Linked DNA regions of Mus musculus: all the other regions are linked to region 6. The links are chromatin contacts, called in public Hi-C, HiChIP or PLAC-seq and promoter capture Hi-C maps. All regions are on one chromosome and are shown on one strand. Each heading gives the region's core, a stretch centred on a gene start, on an enhancer-like site or on the middle of the called end of the contact. The rest is flanking DNA. Distances are from core to core; before and after follow the strand shown.

Region 1 (2,700 bases), core at 184-2,683, 2.0 Mb before region 6:
CAGGTGGATCTCTGTGAGTCTGAGGCCAGCTTGGTCTACAGAGTGAGTTTCAGGGGCCACACAGTAAAACTCTGTCTCAGCCATCTCTAAATAAATAAATAAATGGATCAGTTGTCTGTGGGCGCTGAGGAAGAGAGCCCCCAACTTCCTAAATCATGGCTGACAGTCCCACTATGGTGTCCTGACAGGGCTGATGGTTTGCAAACTGCCCCCATTTTGAGCCTGTCTGTCAGGTACTTGAACTTGGTTCTGCACTGTCTCTGCAGGTACCACATGTCCCAGGCCGAGGAAGGTCTCCAGTAGCTTTCCTACCACCCTCGCCTGCTTTGTTTCCTGCATCCTCCACCCAGAGTCTTATTGAGGCACCTAGAGAACAGGCTGGGTGAGCAAAAGGAGATACAAATGGCCCAGGGTTGTACCCAACTGGGGCAGTGATAAACCACAGATGCTATGAGACAGGATAGCGTTATTTTTGTGTTGGCATGAAAAGGTTACTGCTTAAAAATGAAAAGTACCCACCCAGTACTGAAGGCAAAGGAGGGCTGTGGGCCCATGGGGAGACTGTGTGGCTGGGTCACCAACCATTTTCCTAATAGATCTTAAGAAAACTGTCTTTGTTTTTTAATTTATTACATTTATTTATGTACATGTTGGGGTGCTCGAGTGGAGATCCAAAGACAACTTGCTGGAGTTGATTTTCTTCTTCCTCCCCGAGCCCCGGGGGTCGAATCGAGAGAGTCAGGCTTGGTGGCAAGGTCATTTACCTATTAAGTCCCTCTGTCTTCGGAGTACTGTCTTGTTCGTAGACTCCAGACTTTTAACTCTTTCAGGCTCTGGGAGATCCCAGAGATCTTAACCATTCTAAACTTTCCCCACGAGTGGCCCAGCTCAGAGTCCAGATTTGTCCCTTTGCATTTTCAGTTTACCAAATGCATCAGGTCTGGGCTTCGGGTAGTCGTTTCCTTCGCTGAATCACGTACCACCAAGTCTTGGGCTGGCTATTTGGGAAAGAACCTAGACTCTCAGTGCAGGGTCAGCACTAGCATGGACCCAGACACGATGAGGAGGATCCCTTAGCTGAGTTGTGCGCCTCACATTCCACGCAGGTCGCCCTGAGCCCCGGACCCGGCGCCACACGGAGACCCGAACCGTGCAGCGGGACCACCGCCTCCCCGCTCCTCCCCGGCTTCGTCTCACGCCCCGTGGCCCCAGCCCCAGATCGGCAGACCTGGCCTGGTGCAGCAGACTTTCCGCGCCCGCCGAGAACATGCCGACACGGCTCCAAGCCCACCAGTGCCCGAAACGTTGCCGCGGACTTCCGGGATCGTGTCACATGACGTGTCATGTGACCGGACTGTGTCTGCCCTCTTTCGCCCCACCTCTTACCCCCGCCACCACCCTCCCGCGTCCTGGCTGGATCACGTGGGAGAATCTGGAGCGCTAGCTGACGGCTTCCGGTGCCACACCACGTGGGAGGGCCATCCCTCCCACTCCCCCGCGCAAAAGACAGACCAGCTTCCGGTCCTGCGGCAGGTGGGCGGGGCGGGGCGGAGGCCTTGGCCAAAATATTGCAGTACAGAAGCCAGTTCCCGCCTAGCTCCTGGGCTTCTCTCCACGTCAGTCAGCAGCCAGGGAGTCATGGAACCGTGGTCCTTGGAACCCAGAACTCCTGGCTCCGAAACAGTTTCCTTTGATCCCGGAACTGCCAGTGGTAGACTCTAGACCTGGAGAGACTAGGCAGGCACATAGTTTAGCAGTAGGGTGACTAGATTTACCCCAGTGAGAGGCTGGGGGCGCGACTTGGTGGCAGAGAAAGAACATCCTTAGCAAAAGCTGTATGGCAGACACGTTTTATAAATTCTGTCAGGCTCTTTGCTGCAGAAATACCCAATGTCTTGCTAGTCTTGGGTTTTAAGATGAGGCCCTGGCACTATTCACCTATTTGGGTTGGGAGATGGGTGCCTATTGCACACACAGAAAAAGGAAACTGGTAGTAGACTGAGGAGCTGTCACAGTGGGAAAGACACTTGGACCCGTGTCTTTCTGGCTCTTGCCAATCAATACCTAGTGCTCATGGCCTAGTAATAAGCAAGGCTTCAGGGAGAAACGGGCAGAAGTAGAAACGGCTCAGCTGGTAAAAGTGAACATGAGTACCTGAGTTCCATCCCTGGGTGGCCATATAAAAATAAAACCCACACTTGCAGTCCCAGCACTGAGGAAGTGGAGATCGGAGTATCCCTAAGGGTTGCTGGCCGGCCCTAGCTTACTTGGCAAGTCCCAGGCCAACGAGAGATTCTGTCTCAGAGAAGAGGTAGGGCAAGAAAGAAGACTCAGAACCTGAAAGTGATTGACACACAGGCCTGACAGGCTGAGTTTGGGTCCTCAGAAGCTACATAAAACCTGAGCCCAGTAGTGTAAGGATTTGTAATCCCAGCACACCTACAGGAGATGGAGGAGGCAGGAGACTCTCCTGAGGCTGGAGGATAAGCCGCCCTGGCTTATGAGATGGTAAAGAGAATCTGTCTCAGACAAGGTGTAAGTAGCCATGAGGGTGGGCACCTGAAGGCTGTCCTCTGATCTGCTCACGTCTCCTGTGGCCAGTGTACATATGCCTATGCCTCTGCATGTGAACACACACCCCACTTGAGGAACAGCAGCTGAGGTTGTCCTCTGCCTCCACACAAATACACACACAGGTGC
Region 2 (2,700 bases), core at 138-2,637, 2.1 Mb before region 6:
AAGAAACATTTATCTGGGCCTGCTTACAGTTTCAGAGGTTCAGTTCATTATCATCATGGTGGGAAGCATGGCAGCATCCAGGCAGGCATAGTGCTGGAAGAGGAACTGAGAGTTCTGCATCTCGATCCGCAGGCAGCAGGAGGCTGACCATATGTCATACTAGGTGTAGCTTGGGCATAGGAGACCTCAAAGTCCACCCCCACAGTGACACACTTCCTCCAACAAGACCACACCTCCTAATAGTGGCACTCTCTATGGGCCAAGCATTCAAACACAGAAGTGTATGGGGCCATATCTATTCAAACCACCCAGTGAGGAACTGTATTAAAGGGTTGCAACATTAAGGAAAGTTGAGAACTACTTCTCTACAGTATAGTTCTTGACAAACTGCCCACAAAAAGATATACTTCTCGGGTTAGGGTGTGCAGTTTGAGATCACTGAACATACCAGAGAGAAGTCAAAGCAAAATACATTATTTGGGTCAAGGACCTAGAGCTGATTTGGTCCCATTTTGCATGGTTTAAAGTTAGTCTGCCATAATTTGACTTGTGTTTTTAAAATTCTGGCTGCTTAGGGTTGAAGTGATTCAGTTGGTAGAGCATTTGTATTGCATACATGAGGCCCTTGGTTCGATCCCCAGAACTACATTAACTAGGCATGGTAGTGCAAGCTTGTAATTCCAACACAAGGACAATGGAGGTAATAGCATCAGGAGTGCAAGGCCAGCCTTGGTCACATGGAGTTTGAGGCCAATCTGGCATCTATGAGACCCTATCTAAAATGTAAAATAAAATTCTACGAAGGATACATTAAAATTAAAGAACTGGGGTTAAATGCTGACAACACACACTATATACACGTATGCAATTGTCAATGAATAAATAAAAATATATTCAATAAAATAAAAGTCTGGCCTTCCTGTCCCTGGTCAGTTTCATGCATATTCAGTTATGTACCTGTCCATCTTTGTCCACCCCTCCACCTTCGTCCACTAACTGGGGTGGAGGCCAAACACCACCTACTTGATCATAGAGTACACAACCCCAAAGCAGGGGGGCCCAAGAACAGGCCACGCCCTTCTTTCCTGCAGCCCCGCCCCTTGAGATACCACGACTCGACTTTGGGAAACTAGCCCCGCCCCCTTGCCGAGGCCACGCCCACTCAAAGGCCACACCTCTTAGAGAATCGTTCTTACCGTTGGGGACCAGAAGGGGGCGCTAGCGCACAGCCTATCTTTCTCGGTCGGCCAGGCCCGCCCTAATACATGTGACCCCGCCCACTCGAGGCTCCGTCTCTGCCCATTGGGCGCTGAGGTGTCAAGTTTCTGTTCGTCTCGCCCGACTCCCCGCCCTTAGAGGCTCCGCCCCCAGAGGCCCCGCCCCTTCGGAGGCCTCGCCCTGTCCGTTGCGCGGCCGGCAGGAGGCGCTTCGAGCCGGGCGCCAGCTCGGCTAACGGCGGGCGTGGGAGCCGCGCGCGGGGGACGCAGCTGACAGGCTGCGCTGAGGTGAGTGCGGGGCGCGAGAAGGAAGGTCAGCAGAGGCCGAGGATGGCCCAGGAGGTGCGGCTGGGCCACTGCGGGGACCCGCGGAGGGTGCGGAGACCGCGGGCTGAGACACGGGTGGCGGGGCACGCGCTGGGGCGGGGCCGCGCTGGTCACGGTCCCCACGGCGAGTCCGGGCGCGATGGAGGCAGGCTTGCTCGGTTGCCATGGAAACCGGCGAGCGCACGGGGCCTGGAGCGGCCCGGGGGAGCTGCACCTGAAGGCCGGGTGGGCGCGGGTTGCGTGGCCCCGTGGACTTCCAGGGGCAATCCGGGTTCCGTCACTCGTGGCCAAGGGACCTTTCCAGGCCTCAGTTTACCTGGTAGTGCTTTGGAGGTGCAATCTAACCTGGAACAACCCGAAAGAGCTCAAGGCGGGAGTCCCGCACTCGCCCACCAGGATGGTGGTGACACCCCCGCCTACACCCGTCCCGCATCGCGTCTCCTCCCCATCGGTGTGCCCGCGAGAGGCATTGTTTCTCCAGCTATTTCTGTATCATTTCCAGCCAGTCCCCCGACAAGTGCCGCGCCTGAGACAGATGCTGAGCTGGAGCTCCGAGGCCCTCAAAGGGATCTGGCTTCTGTCCCTGGGGAGCCCTGGGATGGGGGCCTGACAGGCTGCAGACCTGCCCGGCCCAGCCTCTGTCGCCTGTCGAGTGTTTGGTTAATCTGAATTACCAAAAAGAATTTGATTACTGGTGTCTCTCGGTGCTGCGGGCCACCTCTTGTGCATTCCAGAGAGGAGCTTCTCTTTAATCCTGCTGGGAGAAGTCAGTCCCTTTTTGCTAAGTGACTAGCGGCCCAAATGAAACCTGATTGAATTATGCTTGCCTTTAAAGCCGCCCTCCAGCTGGAGCCATAAAGATAGGATTTGTGGATGAGGGGAGGAGGCTAATGCGCCGTCTGCAAAGTTGACTGCTCAGTTTTTCTTCTGTTGGAATGATAATGTGTTCCACATTGTCCTGTTGGAACAGAGACGTCCCTCCACCCATGTCAGCCGTCGTTGACCTCACTGCCTGCCTGGTCTCTGTGACTTAACCTTACTTTTTTTCCTTTTCTTTCTTTTTTCTCTTTTCTTCCTTTCTTTTTTTCTTTTTTAAAAAAGCAGAATCGGAGAACAAGAAAAGAGACAATTTCTGAGGCAGCCACGGCGAGAGCCC
Region 3 (2,700 bases), core at 131-2,630, 2.9 Mb before region 6:
CATGGAACATGGCAGGAACACATGCATGCATGGAACATGGCAGGAACACATGCATGCATGGAACAGGGCAGGAACACGTGCATGCGTGGAACATGGCAGGAATGCATGTATGCATGGAACATGGCAGGAACACGCACATGCATGGAACATGGCAGGTACACACATTCATCACCTCCTTCGGGTTTCCCAGAGGGAAAGGTTGGCTCCCCTTCCCTTCCCTGGGTTTCTAGCCTGCCAGGGATCCTGCAGAGAGGCAGGTGATTTGGTAGGTAACCCATCTGTGTGAAAACCCAGGGTGCGTAAGAATGTCATCACGGAGATAGCTCATGTGCACACATGTGAACACACATCCTAGTAAAACCGAGAGACAAGCAGCTTCCTTCTATGTGTGCCTAAATGTGTGTAGGCAGGAAAGAAGAGTGTTTCTGGTCCCTAGAGAACCCACAGTTAGGGGTTAGGGCTCGCCTAAGATGAGAAAGGCTATGACTCCTAAAGCATCCAGTCTACATGGTCTACCAAGAAAAGCACAAGAGTGTCACAAAGACTTTTCAATATAAGGGAGGGGAGGCCAAGGAAGAGGGGAGAGAGGGCAGAGGCTAGAACTCTGGTCTCCCCAGGGTCATGTCCAGGGTTGGTCTCTATAGGTACCTAGGGCATTTACTCCAGGCATAGGTGGCCAGCAGGCTTGGGGTCCAGGGACTTCATAATATGGATGGCTCTTTGGAGCTACAGAGCACTGCCCTGAGTAGTCGTGAATATATCAATGGACTGTCAAGGTTCGACCTGTCTAAAGCCATGCAAGGCTATTTCCCAATATTCTTGCCAGGCCTGGGGATGACAGATTAGGGAGTTGAAGAACATAAATCCAGTCTGGCCTCAATCTCCAGTCTTTCATGCATTTGACTGTTATAGTCCACAGTACCCCCCTCACGCCTTGAATAGGCTGCCCCTCTGTCTGCCACACCCTGCACACACAAGTAAAGCCAGAATGGATCAATCTCCCAGCCACACCCTTGCCCATGTCAGGGTCAGACAAGCGCTGCCTGAATACCCATTGGGGGTCACTACCCTTCTCCACCATCAGGAGATCCAGGGAGGGTCCGGTGGACAGGAGGACGGGCTCCCGACACGTCCTGGCACGGGCAAAGGTAGACTTAGGCTGTCGTCTGGCGAGAAGAGATGCTCGCTGGGGCTGGACGTCGTGGGCAGGGGTCCCTTGAAACATAGAGGAGCAGGTAATAAGCAGGGGGTGCTCATTGTGGGTAGCTATAACCATCCTCCATGCATATGGGGGTGCGACGCAGCAGCACCCTGTCTACATCCAGAGCTCCGGGACGCCCCATGACCGGAAGTGCCCCCCTCGTGGGCGCGGACAAGGCGGGGCCGGCGGGCGGCACTTCCGGTGCCCACGCGCCGCCGCCTCCTCCGCCGTCGCGCAGCTCGCGGCCGTCACTTTGTGTAGTGCGGGGGGGAGTCCCCGGTGGTCACAGCCCCCCACCCCCCACGAGTCCGTGTCTCGCTCCGGCTTGGCCGGGCCCGGGCGCGCGCGCGGTGAGTGGGGCGCGCGGATGCGGCAGGTGCGCGCGGGCGGGACGCGCGCGCTGGGGGCGGTGGCGGCGGCAAGGCTGGCCGTCATGGATGCTCGAGAGCTGGAGGCCTCCGGTGTCCGTGGGGAGATCGCGGGACTGCAGGGCCCGTCCTTGGTGGGGTCGGAGTTGCAGCTGCACGAGCTAGATCTTCCAGGCCCCTAGATCCCCCCAATACCGACCTGGGCCTGCGCGGCACGTCAGGGATGGCTTAACACCCTAGAGGGGTACAGACTCCAGCGTGGGAGGGGGCGGGCCGGGGACGTCGTGCACTGCACCTTTGCAGGGTGCTAGCGCCGCCTTCTCCAGCTTAGGGGCGGGAGCTGGGCCGGAGCCGCCCCCGCCCCCTAGAGAGACACCTTCCAAGGAGGGCTGTCATTACTCCCGCCCTAGCGCGAAGTGGAAGCTAGGTACCCTCCCCCCATCCCCCAGAGAGAGGAAGAAAAGGGAAAGACCTTGTCCTGGAGCCCTACAGCCAGCTTTGTGACATTGAGGGGCCGTGGCCTAGCCTGCTTCATCTGTAAATGGAGGCTGGCTGGACTGCTCTCTCTCTCTGCTAAATCTGTTGCCCCCGAGATGGGTGGTGGAACGCGTTGGCAGAATCTAGGGTGCATTATGTGGACACAAGAAGGGAGGGAGGAGGTGCAGGTATCAGCGAGGATCAGCCCACCTGCTCAGCCTGGGTGGGTGGCATTGGCATTTTGTTTTGGTTCTGTCGCTACTGGCTGGGCCAGGGGGCTAGCTGGCCTGGTTGAGGAGCCTGCTCTGGGGGGTCGTGGATGACCTCCAGGGAGCAACCCTGGAGAATAGGGGCTCCGGAAACTGGGCAGATGGTGAGGAGTGTAGTGAACAGGGAAAGACATTCTGGACAAAAAAGGGTCTTAAGTCAGTGGGGCTAGTGAACGGGAATGAAGGTAACTAGCCACAAGTGCGCATGCGCGAGCGTGACCCCACGCAAACATCCTTTACGTGGATCCCCTGGATTTGGGACTTTTCTGGAGTTCCTAACTTTTAACCTTTACGATTGTGTCTCTGCACACTCCTTTCTATGGACAGTGCAGCACCCCGTTCTGAGTGTCTGCAGCGCTGTGCCCTAGGCTCAGGACTTGAGTGG
Region 4 (2,700 bases), core at 136-2,635, 2.4 Mb before region 6:
GGTCCCTTCGGCAAGGATCACACTCCCTGGGTCCCCAGTCAGGTAGACTGCCGTCGGCGGCTCCCTGCCACTTAACTTCGAAAGTTTTTTTTTTTTTTTTTTTTTTTTTTTTGCTGAAAGAGCAAAATAAAAGTACAAAGTCTGGGGGATTAGTGCTCCCCTCCCCCTCTGGCCGCCGTGGCCAGCCAAGCACTTTTGGGCTTGGCTTGCTTCCTCTGAGCTCAACAGATTTTTTTTTTTCCCTTTCCCGGTCTCGCCCTCCCTGGAGGGGGCGCGGCGGATGGAAGGCGAGAGAGGCCCCCAGCCAAGAGGTTTTTAATATTACACCTTAATAGGTTTCAGAAGGCCCCGTGGAGAAATGCTAATAGGGCTGAAATGTCAGAACCGAGAGGGATTCAGCTCGCGTTCCGCCGATCTAATCCTTTTTTCTGCTCTGGTTTTTCTTGGCGGGGAAAGGGGGAAGGAGGGGCGCCCACGCCAAAAGGGGCTTTGGGGAGGGGCGCGCGGTGCGCACTCGGCCGCAGAGCCCCACAGCCCGGGTTTCTATAGGAACCTTTTATAAGATGCAACTCACCGCTGCCGACCGCCGCGGCCTGTCCAAAATATTAATCAGTAAAGCCTTCTGACACCGCGTTTCAGGGAGGGGACCCGCAGGCAGGGGCAAAAGGAAAAAAAAAAGGCCTTGTCGCCTGCCTGCCCACCCCACCCGACCGCGACTGCTAGGGGGAAAGGGAATGAATCGCTGCTTTATTTTAAAAGGCGAGAGTGAGCGAGCAAGCGAGAGAGAAGCAGGCCTTGTTATTTTTCGTCTGAACCTCGCTCTTTGGAGTGGCACCCTAGAGAGGGAGCGCCGGGCGCGGGCGCAATGAGCAGCTCGCCGGTTCCCGGCTCTTCCCGGCTAGCTTGTCACCTCCTCCCGAAGAAGGAAGCTGACAGGAGGCCTTGCAATGCCCGGGATTGCGGCGACAACCATCTTCCTCTATTTTGATCACTCAGCCCAGACGCAGGAGGAGGGGCTGGGATGTGGGGGGAGGGAGAAGGAGAAAGAAGGGGGGGGTCTGCTGGAGCTGGTGTGGGGGAGGGCTGCCTAGAAACGGCTCGGAAAAATTCTCACCACCAGTTTTGATCATTCAGCCCCGCCGTGGGGAGCCTGGAAACTGCTGGAGCCCCGAGGTCCGTAATTGGTTTTATAGGAATGGCTGAGGGCCAAGGTGTTTACATGCGCGTGATGGGCGGCGAGCGGGACCAATGCGCTGCGGCCGGGGGCTGGCCCGAAGGGGGGGGCGGGCACCCGGGAACAATGCGTGTTTCTTCGCCTGCGAGGCTCCCCTCCCCCGTCCCCCTTAAGCCCCCCCTTCGCTTTTTTTTTTTTTTTTTTTTTTTTAGATCCAGCGAGAGGAACTTGAAAGGGGGGTTGTGTAATGTACCTTTTCCAATCCCGGGCTGTATATGGAGATTTGGGATTCTTTAAACCGGCGCTACCTGGATTTTATTAAAAAGCGGGGAGCTCGGCGGGAGGAAAGCTGGCTTTTCCGGGGGCTGCGGGAGCGGGGCCGCGGGAGGGCGGAGGAGTTGGCGCGCCGCGCGCCCGGCCCGGGGAGCGGTTTTCTACCAAAAAAAGGAAAGGCGGGCAAAAAGTGTGAGGCGGCTGCGGGTGGCGGAGGGGAGCGGCGGCCGAGGGATGGCGGGCAGTACGGGCGCCTAGCCGCGCCAGGAACCGCGGCGGTTGCCGGAGTCGCCGTCGGAGCCTGGAGCCCGGAGCCCCGCCGCGCCAGGTACGCTCCGGGCCCCGATGCTCCCCGAACTTGTGCAGCGTACCCCTTGGGTCCGCAAAGCAGAAGGTCCCCGAAACAGTCGGGGTCCCCAGAAGGGAAGCGGAGGGCAGGGATCAGGGGGAGAGGACGCATCGCTGCGCCTTGGACTCCCACCCGAGCTCTCAGTCTGCAGCACCGCCGAGGGCGGCGGTTCCCTACTTGGTTCCCGGCAGGCGGCGGGCTAGCCCGGGGACGCCGAGACGGTTTCGATTATAGGCTGTTTTTAATTAAAAGCCGGAATTCAGCCATTTTAGCTGCATTTAAGAGGGGAAAAGTAGAGAAGGACGCAGTGGAACCCCGCAGATAGCCACGCCAGCTTCTCGACCATGGCAAAGGCTGCTCCGTAGGGCTTCACCCCGACTTCCTTAAAGTGGGGCGCCTGGGCTCTGCCTTTTTCAAAACGCTGCCTTTAATGAATATTATCTTTAAGTGTATGCGGGAAGCTCCTGGCGCCTTTGAGACAAGTATCCCGGGCTGTGACGATCCTAGATTTTTTCAAAAGTAAACGCGATTCTGGTAACCAGAGCCTGATAAAGAGCGAGGGCGGGCGAGAGGAAGAGGGGGTGTTGTAACCAAAGCCACGTTAAAATAGGCGTCCTTAGCAAAGTTGGGGGAAGAGGACTTTTGGGTCTGGGCGTAGGGCGGCTGGTCACCCGGGAGCTGTGGCTTAGTCTCCGTCTGCTAGAGCGCCCCGGTTCTCCCGGAACCAGGGGGTCTAGAGTAGCCTGGGGCTGGTAGTCAGGGAGGGAAGGGTGGGCTCTCTGAGACCTCCCTACCCCCTCGGGAACAGGAAAGCGACAGATCTTTTAAACAAACAGCTTAAATAGGACTTACAGGAGGGTTTACCCGATGCTGGGGAGGCGCCCCTCCGCTGGCCCGCGCTGTT
Region 5 (2,714 bases), core at 51-2,550, 2.5 Mb before region 6:
GTGCCAGGGACGGAACCCCGGGTTATGTATCTGCTAGACAAATACTCAAATGAACTACATCCCCAGCTCCCATTAAACTATTATCTTAATTTTAAACCATCTGGACTTCCTTCCTGACTCTTTCTCTGTGTACACTCGAGCGAGAGCACATGTGCATGACCAGTGCAGACACAGACACCAGAGGGCAGCTTCTAGAAGGCAGTCTTCTCCTTCCAGCGTGTGGGTCCTTGGAATCAAACTCACTTCAGGTGGTCAGTCAGAGTCAAGCTCCTTTCCCTGACGAGTCATTTCACGAGCTCTAGGAAACCATTTTTAACTGGAAACGCCGTGGAAACATTTATTATTCATTTATTCAGCAAATATTTATTTGTTCAGTGTTGACATGCAAAGAACAGTACCAGGCAGACTCTCTGCTTAGTTATGGGGGTACAGGCAGGGTGCTTACTTAGCACGCATGAAAGGAAGCCTTAGGTTCAATCCTCAGTAGTGTTAAAAAACAAAACAGCCGGGCGTGGTGGCGCACGCCTTTAATCCCAGCACTCGGGAGGCAGAGGCAGGCGGATTTCTGAGTTCGAGGCCAGCCTGGTCTACAAAGTGAGCTCCAGGACAGCCAGGGCTATACAGAGAAACCCTGTCTCGATAAACCCAAAACAAACAAACAAACAAACAAAAAAACAAAACAAAACCAAAAACCAACAACAACAACAACAAAACAAGATGGGGCTGGAGAGATGGCTCAGCGGTTAAGAGCACTGACTGCTCTTCCAGAGGTCCTGAGTTCAATTCCCAGAAACTTTGTCTGAAGACAGCTCCAGTGCACTCACATACATTAAATAAACAGTGGCCTAGGCATAGATGGGAGGCAGAGGTAGGCGGATTTTGTGACTTCAAGGCCAGCTTGGTCTTTATAGCTAATTCCAGGACAGCCAGGACTACAGAGTGAGACTCAAAACAAGCAAAAAGGCTTAGCAAGTCAGGCGGTGCAAAGAGCTATTGAGAGTTGTAACGCAAGATGAGGGGCAAATTCAGGAGCGTGTGCACATGAAGGTTGCTATGGTTATCTAGGATACCTGAGCGCTGTGACAGATGACTTGGAGCGCAGTGTGTAGCGCGAATGGCAAATGCAAAGGCCTGGAGCAGAACGCATGTTGTTGGAGCGACAGCAAGAAACTGCGGAGGTAGCTTAAGAGACTGGTCACTCGTGACCTTCTGGACGCCTCTGAATCCTGAGAGTACTTTATGCCACACCCAACATGGCGACCGCACCGGGTCCATCCGGGCGCAAGCGGAAGTACGTCTAGGCGTGCGCCGCAGCCACGCCCCTTACCGGGGTCTCTGTGGAGCTGTGGCCGCGCCGGCTTCGAGCATCCCTACGCTGGCAGGCTGGGGGACTGTGAGGCTGCAGCTCCGGCGGCTAGCTCCGGAGAGGTACGACCTGCACCTCCAGCCCCGGCGGCTGGAGTCCCCTCTGGGCTTCCCTCCCGACCCTGGCTTTATTCCAAGGCCCATCCTTGCCGTCTCCTACCCTCCTACCAGGCCCTCTCCTCTCCTGACCCCATCTGTTCCCAGGCGCACAATCTCGATGGCCAGAATGGACCCTTTCACGTGGCCTGCTGAGTTTCCAGGCCTTTCCCCCGTCTCCTTGTGTGTTGGCTCTGCCCTCGCAGCTATGGGACGTTGTCCCTTCTGCTTGTGTTTTCTTGTTTGTTTTACACTGTAGCCCAGTCTAGCCTGGAGTTCAGTGTGCAGCCCAGGCTGGTTTTGAACGTACAGCAATCTTTCTATTGTAGCCTTTGTAAATCTGGGGTTACAGGTGTGCATCATCACGCGGTGGTTAATGTGCAGCTAAGGGTGGAACTCAGGGCTTCGACCCCATTCCCAGCCCTGGCTTCTTCTTTTTTTCTATCAGCTTAAGTGCAGCCCACTTCTTTCTGGAGTCTACTTGTGATGCGCGGGAGTGTGATAGGGCGTCGGACTGACCCCAGAGCTTTATGATCTAGGTCAGCTGGAGAATCCCACTGCGTCTTGTTACGGGTGTGCAGTATTTTTTTCTGCAGACGACAGTATGGGGCCGTGGCGGGGGTTAGGGGAGCACCTGGTAGCTTCCCTGTTGCCTTCCTCCCTATCTTGAGTTATATTTGTTCTTTCCTAGGTACTCGCATCTGGGGGTACACCTATTTATCATATTAGCGTGTGTGTATGCGTGAGTACTGGCATGTGCATGTCATGGGTGCGTGTCGTGGCGTACATGTGGAAGTCAGAGGACCACTTTGAAGAGTTGGTTGTTGCCTTTTATCTGGTTTATATTAGTGTGTGTGTGTGTGTGTATGTGTGTATGTATAACTGTGTGTGGGTATGTGTACATGAGTACAGGTGTCTGAGGAGACCAGAGGATCATGTGCACCCGGTGTTGGAGTTACACAGGTGGTTATTCGCCTCCCCAGTGTGGGTACTGGGAATCGAACTCAGGTCCTCCGAAAGAGTAGTACTAAATTATCGCTTCTGCCTTTCCCCCCAGTTGAGACAGGATCTCTCTTGATGGTGTATACTCCAGAGTAGCTGGCTTGTGAGCTTTTGACAGATGCCCCTATCTCCTCCTCTCACTTTGCGCTAGCAGTGTTGGGATGGCAGATGTGGGTCACTGCATCCAGCATTTTATGTGGGTCCCAGGGTTTGAACTTGGGTCATCGGGTTTGCAAGGCAAGCTCTCTTGC
Region 6 (2,700 bases), core at 176-2,675:
GCATGGTGACTCACATCTCAAATCCTGGCAATCTGAAAGTGGAGGCAGAAGGATGGGGATCAAAGACAGCTTCAGCTTCATAAAGAGCTGGCCAGCCTGGACCATGCCAGACCCTGTTTCACAACAAAACAAAACAACCCCCACAAACATACAAAAGGATTAAGTCAAACAATGGTGACATCAAATGACGACCTCTTGAAATATTGTAAGTTCTAAGTTGACAACTATATTGGGGCGCTGAATTTTCATGGTAGTTCAAAAGCAATTGTTTGGGAGTACATGTCTGTAGGACCAGCACCGTGAAAACTGAGAAGAACCAAGAGTTCAATTTCAGCCTGAACTACATAGAGAGGCCCTGTCTCGTTTAAAAAAAAAAAAAAAAAAGTGGTGTTCTTAGGCCCTTTGGCCCTTGGTATTAGCCACACCAACACATGAAGGAACTGGCTCAAGTGAAGTTGAAACGGCAGAGGAACACATGCTATCAACTGTCAAAAAAGATTTTAGGAATCTGGCTCCTGTGCAGGTAGACAGAAACAATGCCTTTAAAAAGCCAGTCACCATAGAAGAAATCATGAAGTAAGCGGCCAAACGAACAATGTGAAAAAGCAATGGTCCAGGGTACCGACCTAGTAAAAGGAAGCAGGTTGGTAATGTGCTTGGGTCCGATGGCAATGCCTTACTACGGAAACCATTGGGAACACAGCAACTGGTCAACCCTGGAAACCCTTGGCCAGGAAACTGGAATGCCCCCAGATAGTCCTGTTCGTCCTGCCCTCCACCAACCCCCAGGTGCAAGGGCTTGCCGCAGAAACGGACTCCCCAAATGGTCCCCCACTGTAGAGGAAACAAGATCGTTGTAACCGGGAGACCTCGCGCCCTGGCCGGGGACACGATCGCCCTTACCTTCCTCGCTCACGTCGTCTACGAAATCCTCGGGGTCGCTGAAGGAGGGCTCATCTGCCTCTCCGTTCTCCAGAGCCCGCGGCTCCGCCTCAGCCGCGCTCCCATCAGACCCGCCCTCCTCCTCCGCTCCAGCCGAGGGGTGCCCCCGGGCCTGCTCGCCAACGGCCTCTGCCTTCCCGGGAGCAGAGGGCTCCTGCGACGGGGACCGCTCCGCCGACTGCGGCGTGGGCGAGGCGGCCGGACTCGTCGCCGTTTCCTCTTCGGATTGGGCCGCCGGCTTGGCCCTCACTTCGGGCTCCGGTCCGGCCTCGGCGTCTTCTTCGGCGTCTTCCGTCTGCCCCACTTCGGACCCCCCAGACCCTGCCGCCTCGTCCGTCGGCGGCGACTCGGAGGCCGGCTGCTGCCTCGCGGGCTCAGCCCGCTCCTCGGCCGCCTCGGGCACCGCCACGTTCTCAGCGTCCTGCATGGGCCCGCGCTGCTTCTCACCCGGCTCGGCCGCCCTGCTTCCGACTCCCAGAAGTCACCGCGCGCCGCTAGCGCGGAGCCATGTGCGTGCAGCGATGGGATCGTACCAAGATGTGGCTCGGGGGAGACACCCACGCCCTCATTCCTCACGATCAGCCCGAGAAAACTCAGATATGCATAAAAATCTAGAAACAATTAAAATAATAAGTTTCAAGATATGCAAGTTTATTTATAGCCCAAAAGGTTTTTTAAGGTAGCAAATAAATTCACAAGGATATGTGGCTCCCCCATTCTAGCTAAGAAATAGTTGCGTCCAAGATGGTAGAAGTTCCTTTGCCTCTCCCAGCGGGCGCTACGGGGAAGGACTGTACTATCTGGGGAGCATCAAGTGGATTCTCAAATGATTAACACGCGTAACTGTATGAAGACAAAATATGTGACCATAAAATAATGCCAAGACAACTGAAAGCTCCACACATGATTCTTTGTAAGCTTTGCTTTTAATCAGACAGACTGCTTGACTGACATGACTGGCTTCGCTCCCCCGTAAGGTCTTGCATTTTAGACCGGTCCACTGACGGGGCAAAAGAACGAAGGGTTCCAAAATTACGCGAGGAGCTCGCCGACAACCAGGGGCCGCCAACACACACAAGAATGACTGCCCGCACAATGCAGAGTCGTGTGATGAGCGGCTTTAATCTCAATGGCCATCCTCACTGCAGCGGCTCGCAATTTAGCGTTGGCCCCAGACGTGAAAGTCACTGTGATTCTGTCTGCCGGTGACTGCGGTCTTCACGCGCGGGAGAGCGCGATCACGTGGGCCAGCGTGGGGTGGACGGGACGGAACCTTCGTGGAGTGACCAGGGGGACCCCAAGAGTGGTTTGCTTGAAAAGATAGTCAAGATTTTTGATACTTCCAGTTCAAAGTTTCGAAAATCTTAATAAGAACTAGTTGAGGGGACTAAGAGCTTAAGAACACAAGTTTCGCTCTCAGTACCCATATGGTAGTTTACAACCATCTCTTAACTCGAATTTTTTTTTATGCGTATCAGTGTTCTGCCAGCAAGTCTGTCTGTGCACCGTGTACAAGCGGAGGCCGAAAGAAGGCATCGTATCACGCGCAGGACTTAGAGTAGACAATTATGAACCGCATGTCGTTGCTGGCAATAGAACCCAGGCTCTCTAGAAGAGCAGGCAATGCTCTGAACTGTTGAGCCTAATTTAAAAGACAAAACAACAACAAAAACAGTTGAGTCACCTCTCTGGTCCCAGATCATTCCTAAGAAAAAACAAACAAAACTTTCCTTTTTTTTTTTTTTTAAAGGACCTGTT
Region 7 (2,700 bases), core at 75-2,574, 2.7 Mb before region 6:
ACACACACACATACACACAAGCACACATAACATACACAAGCACGTCATACACTCATTTGTATACAACATACACACACATAAGCACAGACACACAGAGCACACACATAACATATACACATACACACAAGCACACACACAGAGCACAAACACACCATATACACACATACACACACAAGCATATCTACACACGCACATCCACACAAGCACACATAACATACATAAGCACAGACACACAGAGCACACATACACACATGAGCACAGATACACATATATACAAGCACACATAATATACACACACACAAGCACACCACACACTCATATTCATATATATATATATATATATATATATATATATATATATATATATATATAACATAAACACAAGCACAGGCACACATTACATATACACACCATATACACATACGCATATAAGCACACATACACACACTCATACACACAAGCATACACAACATATACACACACACACAAGCACACACACTTATACATACACAACCTATAGAAGCCCAGACAGAGCACACAGATACATCATACACATACATATACACACATACAACCACACACACAACTTGAGGTTTTTTTATTTATTTAAAAAAAAATTTTTTTTGAGACAGGATTTCTCTGTGTAGCCCTGGCTATACTGAACTCACTCTGTAGATCAGGCTGGCCTCGAACTCAGGGCTTCCTCTGCCTCCCAAGTGCTGGGATCAAAGGTGTGGACCATCACTGCCTGGCTGAAAAAAATTCAATTTCTATTTTTTATTTTGATTTTATGCATATGCATGTTTTGCCTGCATGTATATCGGTGTACAACTTGCATGCTTGGTGCCCACAGAGGCTGGAAGAGATCGTCAGGGATCTTCTAGAACTGAAATTACAGACCACTGTGAGCTGCAATGAGGGTTCCATGAATCAAATTTGGGTCGGTGCTCTTGAGCGCTGGCCAGCACTCCAACCTTGATTGAACAGAGCTGGAACTTTTACTCTTCACCAAATACCTTGGGAGGAGAGTTGGGTCATTTTACCTTTCTCACCTGGTACAGAGCATCACCTCAAGAGGGGATAGATACGTGATTAATCGGTTGATTTCATAGCTAAATCGGGGCGGCTACAGTGACCCTGTGGTTCAGCTGTTCTTTTGTCTTCCCACAGCAAGGAGGAGTCAAGGTTCTGCAGTCGTGGAGCCTGGATGGAGGCCGGCTAGGCACCCATCTCTATGGTCTCGCTCTCCAGGTCCCTCCTCCCCGACTGTCCGCGTCCCTCTATGGTTCTTCCTGTTATTAGTCGGGAGGGGGCGCTGCGCGCAGGCGCGAGGTGGACGCGGTGGCGAGGCCGGAAGGAACGCAGTAGCGGCCTCGGTGGCGGCGGCGGCGGTCGCAGCGGCGGCGGTCGCAGCGGGGGAGCTTTTCCAGCGGCTGCTTCTTCAGGTGAACTTGAGACTGAACTCCCGGGCGTCGAGCCGCGCTCGCGGAGCTGGGCTGGCTGTGTTGGGGCGAGTCCGTGATGGGCGCTCGCGCGCGCGGTCTCCCGGGGCTGCGGGTCGAGCGAGGAGAGTGGCCTCCCGCCGGGGCGCCACCGGGGTGGGGGCGGGGCCCGAGGGGGACGCGCTCGCGAGCCCCGGGGGCCCGGGGACCCGCGCGGGGGGTGACGGGAGGGGAGCGACGCCGACGACCGCTGGCCTGCCGGCTCCCCTCCCGTCACTTGAGGAAGTTTCTCGGGCCGGCCTGCTGCGCGGGGGGCGCCGAGCTGCTGAGAGACGGTTCTCTGGCGGCTCGCTCTGGTGGCCGCGCTCCCCACCGCGGCCTGGAGAAGCGGAAGAGGCGACCGACTGGCGACTTCGAACTCCAGCCCGGGCCAGTTTGGGGCCCCTTGGAGTCCAAGTTGACGCCTGTCATCCCAGTCTGAGCTCCCGAGTGAAGGGGACTTGAAACTCCTGCAGTCGGGAGTCCCGGTGCGTGGTAGCGGAGAGCGCTCCCGTGCGCGTGGCACCCTGGGGTGAGCGGCAAGACCCACGCTCGAGGGGACGAGGCGGCCCCTCGTGGGGCTCCTCGGTGATCCCGAACTCCTTGCATCTCCAAAGGGTGCAATGACTTGGTATCCTCTTCTCCATTGTGCTAAGTGTCTTGGACGCCATCTCCGCTGGGGTTTGTCTTGGATTCGTTTCTTTTCTTTTCTTCATTTTTTTTTTTTTTTTAATTTTTCTGCATAGCCGAGGCTAGCCTGAAACCTGAAAAGTAGAGGCTGGGCCCAAGGGACTCAGGAATTTGCATGCCTCTGCCCTGGTGTAGGCCACCCCACCACATCTTGCCATTATGTTGTTATTGTTATTGTTATTGTTATTGTTATTGTTATTGTTGAGTCTAACTGTAGCCCTTGCGGGCATGTAGCTCAGAGGTCTGCTTGCCTCTGCTTCCTGATTAAAGGCATGTGTCATTTTTCTCCTACTCAACAGCCGCTCTACCTTTGAGCTCCACTCTCAACTCCTTGCTGGATTTTTTTGTTGTTGTTGTTTTGTTTTTTGTTTTTCGCGACAGGGTTTTTCTGTGCAGTTCTGCCTGTCCTGAAACTCACTTTGTAGACCTCAGAACTCAGAAATCCGCCTGCCTCTGCCTCCCAAGTGCTGGGATTAAAGGCATGCGCCGCCGCCGCCGCCGCCACCACCACCACCGCCCAGCTTCCTTG

Evidence for each region. Promoter capture Hi-C pulls out the DNA fragments that hold promoters and counts their contacts. Hi-C and Micro-C count contacts between places; a contact is called where the count stands out from the background. HiChIP or PLAC-seq counts read pairs in DNA pulled down with a chosen protein or histone mark.
Region 1: a promoter capture Hi-C map of liver shows a contact between it and region 6, with 6 times the contacts expected there. The contact joins the promoter of Ap5z1 here to the promoter of Eif3b in region 6. A contact is called at or near these places in 2 of 39 promoter capture datasets (liver and pre-B cells) and 3 of 115 datasets of contacts at active chromatin or transcription factors (embryonic forebrain, embryonic stem cells and pro-B cells).
Region 2: a contact with region 6 is called in a promoter capture Hi-C map of embryonic stem cells, with 5 times the contacts expected there. The contact joins the promoter of Radil here to the promoter of Eif3b in region 6. A contact is called at or near these places in 2 of 39 promoter capture datasets (cranial neural crest and embryonic stem cells) and 1 of 115 datasets of contacts at active chromatin or transcription factors (embryonic forebrain).
Region 3: a contact with region 6 is called in a promoter capture Hi-C map of liver, with 4 times the contacts expected there. The contact joins the promoter of Zfp316 here to the promoter of Eif3b in region 6. A contact is called at or near these places in 2 of 39 promoter capture datasets (cranial neural crest and liver) and 1 of 115 datasets of contacts at active chromatin or transcription factors (embryonic forebrain).
Region 4: a promoter capture Hi-C map of pre-B cells shows a contact between it and region 6, with 8 times the contacts expected there. The contact joins the promoter of Tnrc18 here to the promoter of Eif3b in region 6. A contact is called at or near these places in 5 of 39 promoter capture datasets (the C10 cell line, the HPC-7 cell line, cranial neural crest and 2 more) and 1 of 115 datasets of contacts at active chromatin or transcription factors (bone marrow-derived dendritic cells).
Region 5: an H3K4me3 HiChIP or PLAC-seq map of embryonic stem cells shows a contact between it and region 6, with 5 read pairs. The contact joins the promoter of Fbxl18 here to the promoter of Eif3b in region 6. A contact is called at or near these places in 2 of 39 promoter capture datasets (cranial neural crest and maxillary cranial neural crest) and 2 of 115 datasets of contacts at active chromatin or transcription factors (astrocytes and embryonic stem cells).
Region 7: a Hi-C map of B cells shows a contact between it and region 6, with 5 read pairs. The contact joins the promoter of Rnf216 here to the promoter of Eif3b in region 6. A contact is called at or near these places in 1 of 39 promoter capture datasets (cranial neural crest) and 1 of 484 Hi-C or Micro-C datasets (B cells).

The regions. Positions count from the first base shown.
Region 1 is chr5:142,462,664-142,465,363 of GRCm38.p6, reverse strand. Ap5z1 (adaptor-related protein complex 5, zeta 1 subunit) reads right to left here and starts at 1,433. Exons shown (of 17, transcript NM_172725.2): 1 at 1,229-1,433. The coding sequence starts at 1,269.
Region 2 is chr5:142,549,785-142,552,484 of GRCm38.p6, reverse strand. Radil (Ras association and DIL domains) reads left to right here and starts at 1,387. Exons shown (of 15, transcript NM_178702.4): 1 at 1,387-1,505.
Region 3 is chr5:143,268,702-143,271,401 of GRCm38.p6, reverse strand. Zfp316 (zinc finger protein 316) reads left to right here and starts at 1,380. Exons shown (of 7, transcript NM_017467.3): 1 at 1,380-1,551.
Region 4 is chr5:142,816,347-142,819,046 of GRCm38.p6, reverse strand. It overlaps Tnrc18 (trinucleotide repeat containing 18), which reads left to right and starts at 1,385. Exons shown (of 28, transcript NM_001122730.3): 1 at 1,385-1,775.
Region 5 is chr5:142,893,824-142,896,537 of GRCm38.p6, reverse strand. It overlaps Fbxl18 (F-box and leucine-rich repeat protein 18), which reads left to right and starts at 1,300. Exons shown (of 5, transcript NM_001033312.3): 1 at 1,300-1,428. It overlaps Gm38733 (a long non-coding RNA gene), which reads right to left and starts at 1,234. Exons shown (of 2, transcript XR_003955825.1): 1 at 1,071-1,234.
Region 6 is chr5:140,418,030-140,420,729 of GRCm38.p6, reverse strand. Eif3b (eukaryotic translation initiation factor 3, subunit B) reads right to left here and starts at 1,425. Exons shown (of 19, transcript NM_133916.2): 1 at 904-1,425. The coding sequence starts at 1,369.
Region 7 is chr5:143,111,644-143,114,343 of GRCm38.p6, reverse strand. Rnf216 (ring finger protein 216) reads left to right here and starts at 1,324. Exons shown (of 17, transcript NM_080561.4): 1 at 1,324-1,445.